Regions from separate parts of the Mus musculus genome. Here region 1 is linked to region 2. The links are chromatin contacts, called in public HiChIP or PLAC-seq maps. All regions are on one chromosome and are shown on one strand. Each heading gives the region's core, a stretch centred on a gene start, on an enhancer-like site or on the middle of the called end of the contact. The rest is flanking DNA. Distances are from core to core; before and after follow the strand shown. Region 1 has its middle 23 kb from the start of Pbk. Region 2 overlaps Gm36924 (a long non-coding RNA gene).

Evidence for each region. HiChIP or PLAC-seq counts read pairs in DNA pulled down with a chosen protein or histone mark.
Region 1: a FOXA1 HiChIP or PLAC-seq map of pancreatic cancer cells shows a contact between it and region 2. The contact joins two enhancer-like sites. A contact is called at or near these places in 1 of 115 datasets of contacts at active chromatin or transcription factors (pancreatic cancer cells) and 1 of 9 other capture datasets (adipose tissue).

What each region holds. Positions count from the first base shown.
Region 1 is chr14:65,781,132-65,785,119 of GRCm38.p6, reverse strand. No RefSeq gene overlaps it. Among named protein-coding and RNA genes, the nearest start is that of Pbk, 23 kb to the left of the region's middle. Within about 2 kb of position 1,964, at least 26 of the 459 cell types and tissues checked have an H3K27ac peak or open chromatin away from gene starts, as enhancers often do. A contact at or near this core is called in pancreatic cancer cells, where this site is marked.
Region 2 is chr14:64,637,125-64,641,397 of GRCm38.p6, reverse strand. It overlaps Gm36924 (a long non-coding RNA gene), which reads right to left. Exons shown (of 3, transcript XR_383509.2): 3 at 3,213-3,398. Among named protein-coding and RNA genes, the nearest start is that of Kif13b, 13 kb to the left of the region's middle. Within about 2 kb of position 1,672, at least 206 of the 459 cell types and tissues checked have an H3K27ac peak or open chromatin away from gene starts, as enhancers often do. A contact at or near this core is called in pancreatic cancer cells, where this site is marked.

The DNA of each region.
Region 1 (3,988 bases), core at 715-3,214, 1.1 Mb before region 2:
TTAACAGGATCTCTTAGGTTTTTTATTGCTGTAAAGAGACAACTCTTATGAAGGAAAACATTTATTCAGGGCCGGCTTACAGTTTCAGAGGTTTAGTCTGTTATCATCATGGCAGGGAGTATGGCAGCCTGGAGGCAGACATGATGCTGGAGGAGCTGAGAGTTCTACATCTTCATCGGAAGGCAGTCAGGAGGAGACTCTTACTCCACACTAGGAGAAGCCTGAGCATAGGAGACCTCAAAGCCCACCCCCACAGTGACACGCTTCCTCCAACAAAGCCATACCTACCCCAACAAGGCCACACCTTCTAACAGTGTCATTCTATTCAAACATATGAGTCTACAGGGGCCAAAACTATTCAAACCACCACAAAGGATGTCCCTGGTTGATTCCTGATGGATGTTTTGAGTATCTGATTTAATGATCTCCCCACCTCCACTATTTTATTTTAGCTCGTTGAATATTGAATAAACTCACTCCGAATGTTAAGTACAGCTGTTGTTCCTTCATCTGACTGTACAGAACAAGTGTTCACAGAGCTGAACACTTGAAGTGTTTCAGAAGCTCACGGTAGGGAGGAGGGACCACAAATGATGCTAGGGATTAGCCAGGTGATTGGAAGGGAAACAGTTACTAACAAAGGCTCCATGAGCACACCACACAGGAGAAGAAGGACAGCACAGTTTAGTGGTGCCTTTGTCACCAATGATCAGGCCAGGGCCCTTTGTCCTACATGAATGATGTCACTATAAGCAATGAGTAGTTTTGATAGTACCGGGCCCTTGAGAGCCTCAGGCTTATGGATAGAACTGAAAAGCTTGGATGCTTTTATCCTTGAGAACTAGAGGTGTAGGCCCAGTCACTCTGACAAGAGGCTCATTGATCTGGGATTTGGTTATCAGTGCCTGGCACTTGGCAATGCAGTGTCAATCAATAGGAGTTAATGCTAGCCAGCTACAGCTCCTAACCTTGGGTGTCAGGATTCTTGGTCTCCAAGACTTGGCAGAACCCAGGGCTGGTCATCTATGATGACTTTGGATTTTTAAAGCCTCTGACGTCTGTACTCTTAGGCTACCTTTCTCATTCTGTCCGTCTACAGTCTTTGTTATCCCCACCACCTACATTTGCCTCCTTTGCTCCCCATTCTGTCCATCCCTCGCCGGAGGGGTACTACTGCTGGGGCCCTCAGTAAAGAATGGAGTCTACATGTGGGTGAAGACATGCCATTGTTGCCTCCATGTTCAGTTGGTCAGTCACCTGGATACCCCTCAGGAGAGTGGATCTACCTTAAACCATGCTGAAGAGAAAGGAAGAGTCATTTTTCCTTTAATAAGACAATCTGTAACACCCCTCTGTGCCATTGTTTCAGGGCTGCCACTGGGTTCTGTTGTGTCTGCCTTAGAAACTGTAATTTCCCATTTTCTGCCTTCTCATCTATCTTTGGAAGCTAGCCAGAGCCTAAGCAGCTTTCCTCAGCACTCCTGGCTTCACTCTTTCTTTACCATGCCCCACCTTGCTGTGTAGCTGCTTGTCCATCAGGTGGCTGGCCTCCATATTGGCTTAAGGCAAACAACATGAATGTTTCCTCCTCCTCCTCCAAGCGGCTGTTGAGAGAGAGACAGTTTGTCTGCCCTGGTGTTTTTCTTTTAAACTCCGATTAAATCACTCTTGAGCTTTCTTCTGGGTTTGTTCTTCGATTCCTTTATTAATGGGACTCAGAATCTCATAAAGGAACTCTGATTTCTGCGGGGGGTGGGGGGACTGCTGCTGTCACTTCAGCGGCTTGACCACCGACTGTCTCTCTGTCATGATAGTAGCAGTTCAGCCTGTCCTACTTATGACAAAATGTAGGTTGACTCAAAAAGTGAACTCAGCAACCCAGTTAGACAGCCAGGAGCGTGGTATGGAGTGACAGTGTGTGTTCAAATGTGGTGACTGGAACACCAACCACAACACACCCTCCAAAGTTTCCTCCAGCCTGTGACTCACAAGGTTTTAGGCTAAGTCATGAGGAGAATGGTCTCCGGCCTCCAGCCCCTGCAAGGTCTAGAGCCATCGCCTGCAGGATCATGTAAATTTGCTCCAAGCTTGTCTTGCTTAGGCTAAAGGTTCCTGTCACACTAGTTCAGGCTGTGGCTGGTCGGATGCGGGACACCATTTTAACCCACAGGATTTGGCTTTGAGGAGGAAACAGGACGGCGGCAGGAAGTGCAATCAAGGAAACTATGTTCTTAAGCGTGGCCGACGACTATGGGGTCCATCCACTCACGCCACTCAGCGTGACTAGGGTCTCGACATGTGCCAAAACCCGGGCTGTTTACTGAGGAGATAAAGCTGAGTGGGACTTAGACCCCAGGTGACAGTCAGCTAGCTGTATAAATGGCTCTCTCACATATACTGGACAGGATAGAGGGCTGTAAGTGTGACATACAGGACAAAAAACATCTTGCCTATAGTAGCAGATTTTTCTACTATATAGATTTTGGTTAGCAGGGTGTTTGGTTTTTGTTGTTGCTGTTTTATTGTTGTTGTTTTGTTGTTTATGTTTATATTTTTTAAATTTTGCTTTTGTGTATATGTGAGTGCGTATACATGTGAGTGTGTGTATGTGTGTGGATTTGAGTGTGAGTGTACATGTGTGCATGTGTGTGAGTGCATGTGTGTGAGTGCATGTGTATGTATGAGTGTGTGAGTGTGTGCAGATGTGTGTGTATGTGTGTTTATGTTCATGTGTTTGAGTGTGAGTATGTACATGTTTACATGTGTGTGAGTGTGTTTGAGTGTGAGTGCATGACTGTGTATGTGTGTGTTTATGTGCATGTGTGCATGTGTGTATATGTGTGAGTGTGTGTATGTGTGTGTATGTGTTTTTGAGTGTGAGTGCATCCATGTGTGTATGTGTGAGAGTATATGTATACATGTCAGTGTGAGAGTGTATGTGTGTTTCTGTGTGAGTGTGAGTATTGTGTGTGTATGTGAGGGTATGAGTATATGTTTGCGTGTGTTTGTATGTGTGTGAGTGCGCGTATGTGTGTGAGCGAGTGTACGTGTGTGTTTGTGTGCGCCACAGAATGAATGTATTGCTTGGAGGACAGCTTTTGTGAGTCAGTTCTCTCTGATCGCCATGTAGGTTATGGGAATTAAATTCAGGTCATTAGGCTTGTGTGGCAAGCACTTTGAGCTGCTGAGCTTCACTTGCCAGCAGGTGAAGAGGCTTTGAGGTAATAAAATACTGGATCTGGAAGAGAACAGAGATATCATCTAGTTCCAGCCCTCCCTCTTACAAACACAGAAATGTGACTTCCGCAGAAGCTAAGACGCTTGCCCAAGGACACATCCGGCCAGAGGCCGACTCCAGGAGAAAGTTCTTATCTTCTGCTTCCCCAGTGCAGAGAATTTTCCACTGCCCCATGCCAGATTACACACACAAGCATCACTTCTGCATTCCCCGCTCCCATACCTTAGCCACTTCTTTAAATGGTAATGTTTGTGAGTTCCAGGAGTCTGTGCTTATTTTCCATATTCTGCCAATTAATTGTGGTCTGGAGATAATCCATTCCAAGTCCCTGAGCTATAAAGTATGGCATCAGCTAATCTTTTTTCAAGGTAATTCATTCAAAACCTTGCATCAATTACACCTATTATAGTTTAGTCTTTGAGTTAAAAACCAATAATGTTCTTCTTTTTCCCCACAGCATGGTTACTGGGAGAAACTGTTTGTTTCCTGCTTGGAGACTATGTAGCCCAGGCAGGTCCTTAGCTGGCCTCCAACTCGCAATGATCTGCCTGCCCCTGTCTCCTGAGTGCTGGGATTAAAGGCTTGTACCACTACACATGACTTTTGGAGTAACTATACCACTGCGGAGTGCAGGCTGTCCACAGAACCGAAGTAGATATCCTGGGGAGTGAAAAGGGTCAGGCTTGAAGGAGCCCCATCATCGCTTGGTCAGTGACAGGCAGGAACAGTCTGGGACCTACTTTTCTCTGT
Region 2 (4,273 bases), core at 423-2,922:
TTTTTTTCGAGACAGGGTTTCTCTGTGTAGCCCTGGCTGTCCTGGAACTCACTTTGTAGACCAGGCTGGCCTGGAACTCAGAAATCCTCCTGTCTCTGCCTCCCAAGTGCTGGGATTACGCCCGGCTGCTTTAAAGTTTTCTTAATCCTTTTGAAAAAATTGTCCTGAGCTTTTATTTCAATACCTTGAATAAGAGGCCAAACCCCTTGAAACTGGGTCAATCCTGACCACCAAAGAAAAAAGTCAATGGTGGAGAGAGGAAGAAAATGGCAAAATTCTGAATGAATACTCCAACTGTGGTGGTGCACACCTTTAACCCCAGCAAATCGGAAGGCAAAAGCAGGCAGATCTCTGAGTTTGAGGCCAGCCTGGCCTAAAGTATGCTTCAGGACAGCCAGGGCTATACAGAGAAACCCTGGAGAGAGAGGGGGGGGGGGCAGGCTGATGTCAGAGAGGAATCCCTATTGATGATTTCACCCCTGGATCCACTACTGACATTTTTAGACAAGCATAGTCACTCTAGTCAATACTGGTTACATATATAACTAATCAATGCAAAGGTTTTTTTTTTTTTTCTCAATCAAGAACCACAAAACAAACATGTTGTGTTCTACATTCTAGAATAAGGTGGCTCAGTGGATAAAAGCACTTGCTGCCAAGCCCGATGACCTGAGTTTGACCCCTGGAACCCACACAGTGGGAAGAAAAGAACTGACTTCTGTAAATTGTTCTCTGACCTCTACCATCAATCTGTGGCGTGCAAGTGCCTCCCCCCCACACACACAATAAATAAATGTAAAGGGAGTAGGGGTACAGCTCAGCGACACAATACGTGCTTAGCATAAGTGAAGCCTTAGGTGTGAGGCCCAGGAAAGGAAAGGAAAGGAAAGGAAAGGAAAGGAAAGGAAAGGAAAGGAAAGGAAAAACAAAAAACCCAACCAACCAACAAGCAAAACCAGACGTTTAGAAGATTGGGACTGGGGGTGCTCAACCGACAGTGCTTGCCTAGTGCACTCAAAACCCTGGATTGGATCTCAGTATCAAATAAAACCAGGCTTGGCTCTGACACATTGATCATCCTCATACTTAAGAGATAGAGGTAGAAGAACAGAAGTTTAAGGCCAGCCTGGGCCATGAAGCAAGATCCTGTTTCAAAATATAGAAAATAAAGTGTTGTTGTTGTTGTTGTTTCAAGATAATTATGCCTCTAAAAGGAAGCCCGTAGAATCTTTCCCATGATACTGGGCCAGTAATTAAGAGCTTGTTTTCCCAGGACTGTGTCACCTTTGGTGGCTGGTGGGTAGGGGTGAGGCCTGAACTTAGGAGGAAGAAAAAAAAATCCACTCTGAGTCACCTTGATGGAATAGGTGCAGTCAGGAAGCTTGAGGGTGGGGTTCCAGAGCCTTCCTTGGTTCAAAGCAAAGGGAAGACAGGGAAAATGCCCAGACCAGGACAGAAGCCACTTAACGGCAAAGTTTTCTAACCAGGGGACATGAAACAGTTAAAGAAAAAAAACCAAGACAGCTGAGGCCAAGGGGCTGTGTAATAGTCACACACAGGAAGTGTCACAGGGTTCGTCTGTCTGTGCCACGCAAGAAGGGAGACTGGTTTCAGCTGGGCTGCAGCCTGCAAGCTGTTCTTCCTACCAGAAAGCCAGGAGCCAGGGAACCTCCCAGGGCCGCCCATGACTCATTCCCAGGCAGCTGAGGCAGGCCAGAAACAGAGGCACAGCTGTGTTCTGCTCACACCCTGCATCTTCCATGTCCTGCGTCTTCATGGGAAGGAACAAGGTCTCCTCAGAAAGAGAGACCGAGTTAACCAGGAATCGCTAGTCTAGGCAAACACGAGGCATGTGTAGAAAACTAGAGAAAAAATACAAGTGAATCTCAAGCAAAGAAATCTTCATGGATACATTGAGTTTTGAGGAACTCGCCCAGAGTCGTCTGTGTTGGGAGAGCAAGGACTCAACTCAGGAACAGATAGAGACCGGGCATTACTTATTTTATTTTTAAATTACTTTTATTTATTTGAATCAAGCATAGCATCTTTCTTTCTTTCTTTCTTTCTTTCTTTCTTTCTTTCTTTCTTTCTTTCTTCTTCTTCTTCTTCTTCTTCTTCTTCTTCTTCTTCTTCTTCTTCTTCTTCTCTTCCTCCTCCTCTTCCTCCTTCTTCTCCTTCTATTTAACTTTTTATTGATTCTTTGTGAATTTTGGATCATGTACCCTGTGATGGTTTGTATATTCTTGGACCAGGGAGTGGCACCATTTGGAGGTGTGGCCTTGTTGGAATAGGTGTGGCCTGGTTGGAGTAGGTGTGTCACCATGGGTGTGGGTTTAAGACTCTCACCCCAGTTGCCTAGAAGTCAGTCTTCCACTAGCAGCCTTTGGATGAAGACATAGAACTCTCAGCTCTGCCTGTGCCATGCCTGCCTGGATACTGCCATGCTCCCACCTTGATGATAATGGACTGAACCTCTGAACCTGTAAGCCAGCCCCAATTAAATGTTTTTTTATAAGACTTGCCTTGATCATGGTGTCTGTTCACAGCAGTAAAACCGTAACTAAGACATACCCCAATCCCATTCATCAATCTGTCCCTTCATACGCACCCTTCCCCCTTGCAACCTGCCTCCCCAAAGGAAAAAAAAAATCTCGTTGTGGAAGCTGTAGTGTGTCACAGTGTGTCCCGCAGTATACCCTCTTGTCCACACTTCTTCATTTGCAAATGTTCATTGCAGTGACTCATTGATCTGATTTGAAGCCCCTGGCTTCTGCTACCCCATCAATATTGGTTCCTCACTGGGACTCCTCTCAGATATGTTGTTGCCCTGTGTCATAGAGATCTTGCAGCTTTGAATCTGTAGGACTGGCTCTTTGACATGCTCCAGCAGTTCATAGATGGGGTAGATGTTGGGGTGGGCCAACTCAAAGCCCTGGATCTGGGCCTAAGTAGTAGCTGAACTAGTCAACCGGCCAGCCTCTCACACCCACACAACCAGGGCAAGCTCTTCAGCACTGCCAGGGCTAGCTCACCCAATGCCACAGCTAGCAATGAACAGAGAATGGCTCACTTTAATCTCAGCACTTGGGAGGCAGAGACTGGTGGATCTTTGCCAGTTTGGGGCCAGCTGGGCTACATTGTAACCCCTATTTCCAAAACAAAACATGTGATTATTTATTTATTTATTTATTTATTCATCCATTCTCTCATTGGTAGGGTGGGGTGTTGCATACTTACTGCAAAGTGCATGCATGTGGAAGTCAGAGGCTCTCAGTTGTCTCCTACTACGTGGGGCTTCAGGGTGGAACTCAGGTCATCAGGGTTGGTAACAAACATCTTTATCCACCGAGTCATCTGACCAGCACAGACTTTTCTCTTTCACTGTGTGAAAGCGACTCCTGCAGAACAAATTGAAAATGGCATTCAGAAAACATAGACCTTTAGCCAGGCAGTGATGTCCTGCATCTATCCTGGTCCTCTCAGCATGGAAGCAGGAGGATCAGGAGTTTGAGACCATCCAAAACTGGCTGCTATGTTCAAGACCAGCCTGTGTTATGTGAGTCCCTGTCTCAAAAGAAAGAAAAGGAAAGAACGACAACAACAACAACAATAACATTTGCCGGTGTGCATATACTACTATAATCTACAAATTGGGACAAATCTGCAGTTAGTGCTACACTCAGGGTTAAAGTCCTAAAGGAGTCTTAACAAATCAAAAAAGCCACACAGAGGTCAAGAGGAATTTTGGCAGAGGTTACTCAACTGACTGTTTCCAACGGAAGTTCTGTGCTAGCCACTAAGCATGTGAGAACGATCAGGCTCCCCAAGAAAGCCACACTCAGCAGCAGCCAGGCTCTTCAAATCTTGCTCAACATGACATACCAAAGCCATTGTTTAAACACAACTTTGACATATCATTTTTTTTCCACCTAACAACTTGACAGACTTTAAAAAAAAAAAAAAGAGTTATTTTACATTCACTAATTTGAGGAGATGCACACATGGAGGTCAGACAACTTGTGGTAGTCAGCTCTCTTTCCACGATACGGGCTTCAGGGGATCAAACTCATGTCCTCCAGCTTGCTGGCAAAGGCAAATTACCTTTATTCACAAGCCATTTCACAGCCGATTTGGCAAGTGTTTAAATGTTAGTGCCTTGGCTTTAGTTTGAGTAAGGTGACTGTCTTTTTTTAGAGGGACAGCCAGGACATAATTGTATTAGACAAAAACTCTATATGTAATCTATAAAAATTATATATGTTATTGCTAAATA